2 separate regions of the Callithrix jacchus genome follow, and region 1 is linked to region 2. Evidence: chromatin contacts called from public Hi-C data. All regions are on one chromosome and are shown on one strand. The core of a region is the stretch at or near the end of the contact, and the rest is flanking DNA. Distances in the headings are between cores, read along the strand shown.

What was found. A called contact is a pair of places that touch in the nucleus more often than the background predicts.
Region 1: a contact with region 2 is called in a Hi-C map of induced pluripotent stem cells, with 5 times the contacts expected there. The contact joins the enhancer-like site here to the promoter of KRT28 in region 2. A contact is called at or near these places in 2 of 3 Hi-C or Micro-C datasets (induced pluripotent stem cells and skeletal muscle).

The regions. Positions count from the first base shown.
Region 1 is chr5:92,652,418-92,659,341 of calJac240_pri, reverse strand. No RefSeq gene overlaps it. Among named protein-coding and RNA genes, the nearest start is that of SMARCE1, 41 kb to the right of the region's middle. Within about 2 kb of position 4,136, at least 4 of the 16 cell types and tissues checked have an H3K27ac peak or open chromatin away from gene starts, as enhancers often do.
Region 2 is chr5:92,490,290-92,496,981 of calJac240_pri, reverse strand. It overlaps KRT28 (keratin 28), which reads right to left and starts at 3,546. Exons shown (of 8, transcript XM_002748572.6): 1 at 3,033-3,546; 2 at 2,510-2,592; 3 at 1,826-1,982; 4 at 1-47. The coding sequence starts at 3,482.

The sequences.
Region 1 (6,924 bases), core at 2,887-5,386, 160 kb before region 2:
CTAGGTACTTGGAGGCTGAGGCAGGAGAATGGCTTGAGCTCAAGAGTTGGAGGCTGCAGTGAGCTGTGATCGAGCCAGTGCACTCCAGCCTGGGCAACAGAGTGAGATCCTAACTCAACTAACTAACTAACTAACTAACTAATTAAGGGAAATGAAAAATAAAGCCTTAGGAGTCTTACCAGATCCCTTTTGTTGAACAAATGAGTCCAGGGACAGATTTATTCTACCCAAGACCAACTAGGAACCGTGATGAATATTCACGTGAGTCCGCTTGTTGCCCCGAAGAGCAAGATTTATGTTCTTGTGAAAGTTTTCAACCTAACACTTTGTCGTATCTGATTCTTTGAACTGGCTTTTTGATGTAGAGTGGCACCTGTCTGTTCTCATTTGCAGGGGGAGGAAGGCCATCTTCTGCAGCTCCTTCTGAGACACTTGTGTTAATGACGATGGTGGGCATTTGGGAGGCAGTTGGCATTATAAGGAAAATAGCAGGCCTGCCAAGCTCAATTTACTGGCAGAAAAAGAAAAGGAGTGGAGAGGATGTTGCTTATTAACTATGAAACATGGACTACACAGCACAACACTATCTCTTTCGAATTCCCTGTGATTGCAGAGTTATAAAGCTTTCTTCTGGTAGCGGGGAGCATACTGACACCCCTCCCTTGTGCTGTGGTTGTGAAAAGGATTATGTAAAGATTCAGGAGCCACCAGCCTCTCCACTTTAGGGAGGATTCAGGAAGGATGCAATTCGTTTTGAACCTTTAAGAAATCCACATCATAAAAACCTAATTCAGAGAAGGTCATTTGCTAGAAAGTATATTATTAAATAAAACAAAGCAAGTTTTATTTTTAAAAAGATCATTTGCTATAATATTGCTTTGCAACCATTCACCACATGATTACTTAGTTCTTCTCATGCATTTTGTATCTTTTTCTTTTCTTCAAATTAACAAGTCATTATTGAGAGTGCGCCAAGTGCCTTTCTCTGTGGGAAAACCATATTGGCCAAGTCTCTAAGCTGACTCACACCCCCTCATTGTGTGCAAGTGAGTTTCTCAGAGCCTTTCAGCACCCGCCTCCACTGCCTAGTGAGACAGTCACGCCACCTGGGAAAGTGGGCAATGCTATCTAAGAACAGTGCCCACATTCCAGCAAACTGTTATCCTGGAGCCTGGCAACCTCCTCTCCAAACGCACGCAGGAAACAGGTGTGAGTGCTAACAGACTCCTCGCCGGAAACCAGGTAGCCAGAGAAGCTAGAGACGCACCTGAGGAGGAAACCGGGAATCAGGACACGCCAAAGGCCCAGAGCTGGCAAGCTGCCCGGGGCGAGGTGACTGTTAGGACATTTCTGCGTTATCCAATTATGAAAGCCAATTCTATTTAATTCACTTAAATTAAAACAGGAGGGCCAGTTCCACCCAAAGGCAGAAGATACTGTCAGCGGATGCAGAGTGAGATCTGAGGACCAGGAAGCAAAAGTAGCACCTCCCCTGAATCCGCCACTGATGACACCAATGACCCCATTTCCCTCTTCTAGTTACCCTTCGCTACTCACTCATCCCTTGTCCCTCTGGAAGACACTGTCCCAGGGCAGAGTATCCCAGCCCAGGACCCTCTGCTCTGGTGACCACGTGCTCTGCACTAAAAGTCAGCAACACACGACTGGGCAAATGTGAAGGCCCAAGGCGCTGAGGGGCCAGTGTATCTGAAACTGAGATGCCCAAAGGGCAATGAGACCAGGAATTCAGGTCCCTGTTCCCACTTCCCTCTGGGGAAAGGCAGAACTGAGAACAGACAGGGCACTTGCTGGGAAGGGGAAATCAAGGTGCAGTTTCTCTTGGAAGGAGGCAGGATCACTAGCGGGTCCTGGAGGGGAGGGGGAAGGTGTGGGCAGAAAGAACAAGTGTGCATGTCACAACAGACACAGTCCGCCTCATTCTCCACTGAACGGAAACTCCGTAAGGCAGGGGGCTTTGTGTTTTGTACATTGATGTGTCCCCAGCACTTAGAACACAGCCTGGTGCATTGTAGGAGCTCAGTAAATATTTATTGTATGATGACATTTTGGGCTGGATGATTAAAGAAAAAAAATCTTGTATGAGTGACTCTCAGTGTTGAGTTGAGTTGGTCTTTCTAGTGAAGTGGTTGCTTCTCTGTGAAGCTCTGTGGGAAACATAAGCAGTGGGAGACAGGGCACCTGGCCTTAGGGCTGGCCGTATGTGAGCCCTATAGCCATTTGGTATTCCTTTCTTCATTCATTCATGGAATATTTGCCCAGCCCCTTTTCTGTAACATATTATATTAATCTCTGGGGGCACAAAGATGAAAGCCAACAAATATTTCTTCAGGACAGGTGTGGTGGCTCACACCTGTAGTCTCAGCACTTTGGGAGGCTGAGGCAGGAGGATCCCTTGAGGCCAGGAGTTCAAGACCAGCCTGGGTGATATAGCGAGACCCTGTCTCTACAAAAATTTTTAAAAAAATCCAGATGTGGCAGTGCACCTGTAGTCCTAGCTACGTGGGAGGCTGAGGTGGGAGGATCGCTTGAGCCCAGGAGTTTGAGGCTACAGTGAGCTATGATTGTGCCACTGCATTCCAGCCTGGGCAACAGAGTGAGACCCTATTGTTAAAAAATTAATTCATTAAGGAAAAAATATTTCTTCAATACTCGTCATGAGCCAGGCTCTGGGGGACACTGGTGACTCAGGCTGGGAAGACATTCTTTGGTAGAAGACACAGACGGTCTAAGCCACAGACAGGGGAGCACCTGTCTCTATCTGGAAGTGGAGATGATGGGAAAGGCTTTGCAGAGGAAGGCACATTTGTGCTGTGTCCTGATAGCAGGGCAGGCTTTTGTCAGGCTGGGGAGGTGTGAGGCAGCACTGGAGCAGAGTGTTAGCGTGTGTCACGGCTTGGTGTCCCTCAGAGGCGTGCTGGGGCCACCTTTCAGCCACACTCTTTGCACCTCATTTCCCCACTTTCCAGATCCTCTGAACATGTCCTTCTCTCTTACTAGTTGCTCCCAGTTTCTCTCACCCCAGGGCCTTCCACCATGTGCAGCACAAATATTCGTTATGATGAATGCCAGTTAGTCTAGGAACAGTTCCCAGAGCTCAGTGACTGCCCTGGTGTGGGTGCAGCTGGGAACTGCAGGCCTTTGACTACCATTTCCTCTTATGAGCTCCTTGGCCTGGCTCCCCTGGGAACTTACTGTGAGAGGAGGAATCACAACAGGGCTGGGCAGGATGAGGGCATCCCTGGGTTTTCTGCACCACTGAGATACAACCCGGGCCCTGCTACAGGCCATGTGTTTCAGTATAACCCGGAGCCAGTGTCCTCAAGAGGGCTCCAATGTGGTGGTGCTCACCCTTCACCTGTCGGGAGCCATGCTCCACGGTGCCCTTTGACACACTTTAACAGGGCAGTGTGTTGGTGCATTGGACTGCAGGGCCTTTGAGGTCTCTTCCAACTGCACACTTCATTTTGATCCAGTGATTCTTTCTGGCCCTTAAGCTGGGAACATCAGAACCCAGTCCTGTGGTGGCTGCCAGAAAATACTGTTAAAATGCAACTAGAAGAACATTGTTTTGATTCTTTCACACATCAGCTGCTAATCTTTGTAGGATTTTCCCCTTCCAAGGGTTAAGAGACAGAAGAGGAAGTGAAAACAGGGGGGGAGAATTTTCTTAAAGCACCTCTTGCCTTGCAAACAACAACCAAAAACCCCCTAGGCTGTGAGCAGCGCTGTGTACTTTTCTGTAGCTCGTTCCCATCCACAGCCGGCCTCATTTGGTTCTCAGAGCTCGCCCAGGTGGGAGGCAGAATTCTGAGCTGCTCCAATTCCACTCTCATTTACAGAGGGGGGGGGGTATTCCTGGGGCTGGAGGCACAGGCTGGGGACTGGCTTTTCTGGAAGGAGGAGGAATTTTGCAGAGTCATTCTGAAGAGGCACTGGGGGTTTCTGAGTTTCATCAGGAAAGCTGGGCAGAGGCTCCTCTACACCCGGTGGAGAATGGTCTGGGTGAACCGGGATCAAGCTGACTGTCCTCTGGGTGGAGCCCTTCGGCCACAGAAGGCGGAGGAGCTGAACTTCTCAGCACTGACTCAGCATCCGCTGATCTCTCCCAACCACAGGACCCTCTTGGCTATTGGGGATCTCCCATTCCAAGACCCAGGCCCTCCTAACTGAGAGCTCCCAGCTTCAGTGTCCACTGCCAGGACAGGGGTGTTTTCCGCAGAGTCCAGCAGGCATGTTTCCAACTTTTCTTGTTGTTTAGCAGATTTCATTGACAGCTCAAGATAGGCAACTGGCCGGTGGAAAGCAGGGAGAATCTGGAGGCAAATGTGATGGCACTCTTGTTCTCCAAGAGGAGGCAGTTCTGATGCAGACAGACATTGGCACAAACACAGTGTGAGGATGGAATGGAGGGGTGGTGGGGAGGGAAGGGGAGGGAGTGCTAGGCGGCACCATGGCAGCCTCACCATTGTGTGGAGCCCTGATGCCCAGTCCCAGGGCAGAGTCTCCCAGTCCAGGGCCCGCTGCTCTGGCGACCGCATGCTCCACACTAAAAATCAGCAAAACACGATCGGGCAAGTGTGAAGGCCCAAGGTCCTGGGGGGCCAGTGTATTTGAAATTGAGATGGTCCCAGGAATTCAGGTCCTTGTTCCCATTGCCCTTTGGGAAAGGCGGGAGTGTGGCCGACTTGAACTGAGAACAGACAGGGACTTGCTGGGAAGGGGAGATTAGGTGGCCCTCTCCTGACTCCTGGGGGTTTTGGCTGGGCACTGGGAAACTGGGGCTGGAGGAGAAGCTGGTGATCAGCAAGCCAGGAGAGAAGGGGCAGCCTTCACTTTGTTTGGCAGAGATCAAGCACAGGGCCATTTGGCGGGCCAGCAGGGCTGAGGGTCAGCCGCTGTGGGACCTGGGTACACAGGGCGCCTTTCCCTTTCAGGAACTCCCAGGCTCATTCTTATGCCTCCGAGACAAGTGTGGTGAGTTAATCCTAGATTCAGTCTGGGCTGGGGATCAGAGCCCTGCGAGTCTCCCACGCTGCGCCGGCCAGCCCCTCCTGTCCTTCTGGTTGATCTCTGCTCCTTCCCATCTCCGCTGTAACCCACAGAGCCTTCACTCCCTCATGAAATGCCCTTCTTTCCACCTCCACTGTCCTTTTCTGGCTGCTCAGGTGCTGTGCTTCCATGAGGCCTTCCCTTAGAAGTGCCCATCTTCCTTCTCTGAGCTCCTCTGGCTCAGAGGACCCTGCACATGACAACACCTGCCAGAGATTTTCAGTTCATTTCTTTCTTCTCTCTCCAAGAATCTAACTCCTTGGGGCTGAACCCAGGTCTCCTTCACCTCTGAGTTTCCCCCATCACTTGGCTCTTCATTAAGCCATCAGTAAAAACTGCATGAACACAAGGAAAAGATCTATCACTGGATCTCAGAGCATGGCCTCTGTCTACCATTTACTTTCCTGGAGAAGAGGCCATTTGCTTTCCAAGAAGAGGCTGAGAAGAGAGCTGGAAGGAGCGTCCATAGAAGATTCCTCCCAGGAATCTGAAAGAGCTATCTCTTCAGGATCAGATTTCAGCTCTTTCAGAACTGTGGGCTCAGGGGGCACCTAGCCAGGGCACCGGGGAATGACAGACCAGTTTGCTGGTTTAGGCGGGAGGAAGGGCGTAGAAATCTCGGTAATTTCCGGCAGTTTAGAAATCTACCCAGTTTACCAGCTCGGGAGAGGGTTGGTTTTTAGGGTGAGGCCGGAAGAATTCTACACGGATGTATTCCAGCTCTTTCATTCTGGGGGTGCAAAGTAGGGTGAGCCATAAAGAGTGAGGGATGGGACCACCTCCGGGAGCAGCGACCTCTGACCGAAGAACCGTGTTTCCAAATGGACAGAGTTGATTTAACAACTATTCAAATTTCCTGCAAGTCAATACCTACTTCCTTCTCCTCAACCAAGACCCAGTCATCCCTGGGGAGAAGCCTTAGGTGCTGGGATGGGCCCTGGGTGGGGAACTTAATGCGTTGTTATTTCACTGACATCTGTAGAGGTTTGAAACTGGACAAGCAGGAAGTGTTCTGTCTTTAACATTTTTAACATCTCAAGCCTTTTGCAAAATACCAAGGAGTGGGGGGTCACTGGGGCCGGTGGTGTGAGGGGCTATGAGGTAGCCTGGGACCTGTCTCTGATCCTGAGAGTTGGGCCCTCTGCAGCTGAGAATCTGCCCTGCAGCTGCTCTCCCTCCTCAGTCATTGGGCACAACCTGTGCTGTGAGACGCTGCTGCTTGCCTGGCAGTGCTAGGGTATCCGTCTCCATCTCTTTACTTGGATGGCAGCCTGGATATTTTATCCTTCAAAGATTATCTCTTGGAAGGACAGCAGCCTCTGATTACCTTTCCCAGCCTGCCTGGAGGCAGCTCAGCTAATCTGGCACGATTTGGGTGGTGGATTCCCTTCTGGCCTGGGTGTTCCATGCCACCTCTGGCACCAGTAGGGTGGGAAGATGGACAAAATAATTATGCCCCATGAGTTGAAAGGATAATTAATTCCCTTGTGTAGCTTTTTTTTTTTTTCCTTCTTGGATAACTTAAAATAATTTTTTTTTTCTGGGTGTGGTGGTTCATTCCTATAATCCCAGCACTATGGGAGGCTGAGGTAGGTGGATCACTTGAGGCCGGGACTTTGAGACCAGCCTGGCCAACATGGCAAAACACGCTCTCTACTAAAAAATACAAAGATTAGTGGGGCATAGTGGTGCATGTCTGTAATCCCAGATACTCGGGAGACTGAGGCAGGAGAATCGCTTGAATCTGGGAGGTGGAGGTTTCGGGAGCCGAGATTGTGCCATAGCACTCCAGCCTGGTGACAGAGACTCTGTCTCAAAAAAAAAAAAAAAAAAAATTGTCTTATGGGTACATAG
Region 2 (6,692 bases), core at 2,297-4,796:
TCCACGTTCACGTTGCCTCCAGCTGCGCACTGCAGAGCTTTCATCTCCTGGAGGGAAGCGCCAGTGTGGCTTTAAGGGCATTGCAGGTTCCCACTGAGTTTGAGGTTTTCAAAGGTGTTACTTTATGTCTCAGTTTGTGGTTGGGTGTATAATTTATGGCACACCATATTTAATTGACATATTCGGTCTGTATTTATACCAATCATCTATTTAATTAGTGACCTGTTGGCCCGGCGCTGTGGCTCACTCCTGTAATCCCGGCACTTTGGGAGGCTGAGACGGACGGATCATGTGAGGCCAAGAGTTCAAGACCAGCCTGGCCAACATGGTGAAAACCTGTCTCTACTAAAAATACAAAAAGTAGTCAGGCGTGGTAGGAGAATTGCTTGAATCCCGGAGGTGGAATTTGCAGTGAGCTGAGATCGGCCACTGCAGTCCAACCTGGGCAACAGAGCAAGACTCTTGTTTAAAAAAAAAAAAATTAGGAACCTGTTGATTAAAATCACCACCACCACCAAAAACAGTCATAGCATTCCAAGAAGTTATTTATTCTTTAAAATGAGAAAGGGATTTAAAGGCCAGAGAGTTGTTCAACATATAGTTATTGACTAAATGTCAGATTGATGGGAATGGAACAGTGAAAAAAAATCCTGCAATTTTGGGTTTTTGTATAAGATTCCATGTGAAGAAAACCTCTTGTTGCTATAACAGTTTGAAAATAAAATTGCTTGAAGTTATCCTAAGGTATCATGGTCACAGAGGATAAGGTAAATATGGTACTCTTAGGTGATGTTGAGATGTGACTGGCTTTTTAAAACAAAAAATTTTTTTCATTCTGATTCCCGAGTAGTAATGAGTGACTTTTCCTGTCTACCCTCAGTGCAAGCAAAAGGTACCCTCTTTCAGGTGGTGTGTCATTGCAGAGGACAATGCATCCTGCTGTGATCCCTACCCTACTCCGAATGCCCTCCTCTGGCTTGGCTGCGGTGGCTGCCATTTCTTCTCTTCCTTCCCTGGGACTTTCTTTTCTTGCTGTCATGCTCTACAATGCCTGGTGTACCTTTCACTCTCCTGCTGACACTTGCTGGTGGTCTGACTTCCAGTGCTCTGCTCTGGGACTCTTCCCGCTCCTCGTTTCTTTTTCATTTTTTTTTTTCCTTTCTAGTTTTCCTTCTCTTTCCCTTTGCCATAATTTTCTCACTTGGAATAAGTAGATGTGGTGTTTCAGCCTTTCAAGTGACTAATAGGACACTCCTGTCATAGCCATTTTCTGAAAATTTGTCATCCATTGCTATGGAGACCTTTTGCAGTTACTTAGGGAACAATCTTTTATTGATTTATTAATTTTCAGTGGATCGAAGCTTCTTGATATTATATGTGAAACAATGAGTTTATTATTGTACAGGGTTCAACATTAAAGTAAACCCAGACTCATTCGGTGGAGAAAAACACTGATATCTTCTCCCGTTTTGAGAGGTCTTTTGTTAGAAGGTTGATCTCAAGAGAGGCCTCTATGAACTAAAGAAATAATGTAGTGGAAAGTAAGTTGATTGTATAGATGCAAAAGCAATGTATTCTTTTTAAATGGATAGAGTATTGCACCAGCATAAAAAAATGGAAGGGTACAGATCAAATTGTTAATATTTATTACCTTGGGGGATGGGAGTGTAAGGGCAGAGTGGGAAAAATGAAATTGTCTTTCTATCCCTTGGCGTGAATAAATTACAGTGAACATGAATTACTATTGTAATTTTAACTCCAGACCTGCACCCAGTATTTAAAATTTTCAGAATTGCGATTGGACTATAAGTAAAGCCTCTCCTACCTCTTCATGGTTCTTCTTGAGATACGTCATCTCCTCACTCAGGGACTCATATTGCAGCTCCTGGTCAGTCTTGCAGAGTGTCAGCTCATCCAGGACCCGCCGCAATCCATTGATGTCGGCCTCTACATTTTGGTGAAGTGTGAGCTCATTTTCATACCTTGGGGGGCATTTAAGTGAATTTCAGTGCCAGTAAGACTACCTCAAGAAACAGAAAATTCAATCCCAATTGATTTAAACTGAAAATCAGAAATTGAATTAGGACTCTAAATAGTGTAAAAATATACAAAGAAAGCCCTCTTCCATTACCCCCACCTAATTCTGAACAGGGTAATCGGCAGTTATTTAATCACACAAATTCCAATGACATGACCCAATTAAATAAAAATACACCATTTTTGGAATGTTATTTTAGTTAACAGTTTTCCTTAGTTGACTAATGATTTACTGAGCATCTGCTTCGTGGTTGGCAGTATTCTAGGCAGGCAGAGAAATACATTGACATTTTTCCCAGGGTTATAATAAGTGTGTTAAAGTTGTGAGTGTGGTTGATTGTAATAATATAAATTCTTTACTTCCCTTAATCTTTTAGGTTATAGTTCATTCTACTTGGGAGGAAAGTGAAATTTTATTTAACAAATTGAATAGACAGAAATTTTTTTCTAGTGATTGTTTTTTGCCACTTACTTGAGCCTGAAATCATCAGCAGCCAGTCTGGCATTATCAATCTGCAGAATGACATTAGCATTAGCAGTAGTGGAGGAGATAATCTAGAATAAACCAAAACAGAGAACACAACACGTAAGTATGCTTTTATTTAAGTCATTTCTTTAGGAAATGAAAAATGTCACTCAAGTTTTTGAGTAAAATCTCTCTTCCTTTTGTGATAATCAAAATGTTTAAAATTTAACTTTTAAAAATTAAATCATGGTTTTATTTATTCTCATATACTCACCGGACTTTAGAACTGCAATACTTTTTTATTCATATGTCTATGGATTACTTCGACATAAACAATGGAACTAATAACACTCTAACTACATTAAAATTCATGAAGGGTCCATTTTTGGATAATAGGAAGAATTATTTATCTAAATAAATAAATACAAATTACAGATAACAGTCATGAAGCATTTCTTATTGTATGGCTTTTGCTAGGTATTTCTTAGTTTTAAATACCTGGAATAGTTCCAAATCTGTAATTTCTCACCTTATTCTTAAGATCCTCAATTGTTAGGTGGTATCTGCTATAGTCATGCTCAAGTCCACGGCAAGATCCAGGTCCATATTTTTCATACCAGCCCTTGATTTTTCTCTCTAATTCAGCATTTGCCTCCTCCAGAGCTCGCACGTTATCCAGGTAGGATGCCAAGCGGTCATTAAGGTTTTGCATGGTCACCTTCTCATTTCCAGAGAGGAGTCCCCCTTCACTTCCAGCAAAGCCAACACAAGCAGCATTTCCAAAGGCACCACCAGCATGGCTGCCACCGGGAACACTGCCCAAGCCCCCTCCCAAGGCACAGGAAAATTCACTTCCAGCAACAGAACTGCCACATGCACTGCTGCCTGCAAAGCCTGCACCTCCATTGGGTGGTCTGACAGAGCCAGCTCCAGACCTTAAGCAAACATGTCGGGATCCATTAGAAAATCGGAGAGACATGGTGTTTTGAGAAATCTTCACCTTGTCTATGTGTAACTGCAACGTCCCAGGGGAACAGAATATCATGCATTGGTGATTTCCTTGGGCTTTTATATACAATTATTGGGGCATTCCTATTTGTTACATATGCCAAAAGAAAAGTGGCATCATTTAGATTAGCATAAAATTACGTGTAATTGGGTGATTTAAAAAATAATTAATGTCTAACATCCCTAGTTATTGCTTTGGGCTATTTGTTATCTTAAACATAATAGGGTTTGTTCTATATTAAGTTTACTAATGTAACTTCTACTTTTGAGTGAGTAATCCTTTACTTTCATCTAGACCCTAGGCATATACCATCATTATCTGGCGCCAGGTATTATCAAATTTTTTATAAAGTTAAGTAAGATTATGATAGAGGTCTGTGAGGTACAGTAGGGTCTCAATTACCACTGAGGGGTGTAAAGTATTGCTAACTACAGAAACAGATATTTTATCCCACCAGAACAAAAAAAATGTGTTGTTTAGAAAACATGGACTACTGATGTCTCTGTTCTTACCATGATTGTAACATCTATTTATGATCTTGGACAATGACACAAATGTTGACCCATTATTTTATTTAAAATAGCATGGTTACTATGTCTGGTGCTCTATGCTAAGTGCTAAAATGAAAGATATAGTGTTAACTAAATGCAGAAATGAAAAAGGCATGATTACAGTCTTTAAGAAATCTATTGTCAGGTCCAGGTAAGGGCTGGATTATGATTAGCCTTCTGTGCTAATTTAAAGAGTTTGTAATTAATCCTAAGTAAAAAGCAGAGGGCAACATAATCAGGTTGAAATGAAACAAGGTGGTCAATTACAAGGTTGGAGCAATGGTCCAGGTGAGAAGGATGAGGGCAGTGGGGATGCAGTGGTTTTGAGAGCATATGGTAATATGACGAGTTTGGGGAGTCAGGAATAAGGGAGAATTGGGGATGACTCTTAGGTAATTAATTTTGGATTCTGGGAACTCATAATATTCACTGAGATGGGGAATATCGGAGGAGAAAGACACTAAGTTTAATTTTGGACCAACTGGATTTGAGGGGTTGCTAGAATGTTCCAGATGAAGGTGACTGATGGAAAAAATGACTGTTTAGAATACGTACACTGAATGGGAAAAACTCTTGACTAGCAATGAGCAAAGGAAAATTGGAGGGTCCAGCTCTCATTTGTTCAACTGAGTATTTGGAAGTAATCCTGGTTCAGGAATAGAAAGGATGATGATCCGGCTGATGTGGGTTTTGGGATTTGAAGACAGGTTCAGAAGAAGGAAACAGTGGCAGAGATGTTTCTGGTGCTCTTGAGAAAATGGTTGAGGCTGGAGAGAGATCCAAGATGGCTGATTACCAGCAGCTCAGGATTGTAGCTCCCAGTGAAAGTGCAGAGAACAAGAGGATGCCACACTTTCAGACAAATTTCTGTTGCCCACAGATCAGGAGATTCCCAGTAGAGGAGCCACATGGGTCGCCAGTGTGACTCTAGTGGCTGGCACGGTGGTTTTGCCGGTGCCTCAGTGTGTCGGTTCTTGGTGCAGAGTAAATGGGACTGAGTCCCCTTTGGGTTGATGTTTGGAGCTCTGGGAAGGCAGAGTCACCTGTTCAGCTGATTGATAAAGGGACTCAAGAAGGAAACCAGACTGGAGATTCCTGGGCGGAAAAGCACCACGAATCTTAACGCCACTATTTTAGCTGGTGCAGTGGGTTGCTCAGATTCTGGCGCTGGGAATCAACAAGTTGGATGTCCACTCAGAGACCTAATTTGAAAGTCGGTAATTGCAAAGATGACAGGTGGATAAACTTACAATGATGGGAAGTAACCAGCGTAAAAAGGATGAGAATACTCAAAATCAGAACGCCTCTTCCTCTACAGGGGATCACAGTTTATCATCAACAAGGGAACAAAGCCTGATGGAGAATGAGTGTGTTCCAATAATTAGGCTTCAGAAGGTGGATAAGAAGAAACTTCTGTGAGTTAAAGGAACATGTTCTAGCCCAACGTAAAGAAACTAAGAACCTTGAAAAAAGGTTTGACGAAATCCTAATGAGAATAGACAATTTAGAGAGGAATATAAGTGAATTAATGGAACTGAAGAATACAATACGAGAATGCTGCGAAGTATGCACAGGTTTTAACAGTTGAATTGGTCAAGCAGAAGAAAGGATATCAGAGGTTGAAGACCAACTTAATGAAATGAAACAAGAAGACAAGATTAGAAAAGAAAGAGTAAAAAGGAATGAGCAAAGTCTCCAAGAAATATGGGACTATGTGAAAAGACCTAATTTATGTTTGATAGGTGTACCTGAATCTCATGAGGAGAATGAATCCAAGCTGGAAAATATTCTTCAGGATATTATTCAGGAAAACTTTCCTAACCTAGTAAGGCAGGGCAATATTCAACTTCAGGTAATACAGAGAACACCACAAAGATATTCCTCAAGAAGAGCAACCCCAAGACACATAATCATTAGATTCACCAGGGTTGAAATAAAGGAGAAAATTCTAAGAGCAGCTAGAGAGAAAGGTCAGGTTATCCATAAAGGGAAGCCTATCAGATTGACAGCAGATCTCTCAGCTGAAACCCTACAAACAAGAAGAGAGTGGGGGTCAATATTCAATATCCTCAAAGAAAAGAATTTTCAACCCAGAATCTCATATCCAGCCAAATTAAGCTTCATAAATGAAGGAAAAATAAAATCTTTCACGAACAAGCAAGCACTCAGAGATTTCATCACCACCAGGCCTGCTTTACAAGAGCTTCTGAAAGAAGCATTATACACTGGGAACAACCAGTATCAGTTATCCCAAAAACTTCCCAAAAGGTAAAGAGTATCTCCATAATAAAGAATCTATATCAACTAATGGGCAAAATAGCCAGAGAGCATTAAATGACAATATTAAACTCACAAATATCAATATTAATCCTAAACGTAAATGGATTAAATGCCCCAATCAAAGACACAGACAGGCAAATTGAATAAAAACTCAAAACCCATCGGTTCGCTGTATCCAGATCCATCTCATAAGCCAGGACATACAAAGACTCAAAACAAAGGGTTGGTGGAAGACTTACCAATTAAATGGAGAGGAAAAAACAAAACAAAAACAAAAACAGGAGTTGTAACTTTTGTTTCTGACAAAATAGACTTTAATAGTAACAAAGTCTAAAAGAAACAAAGAAGG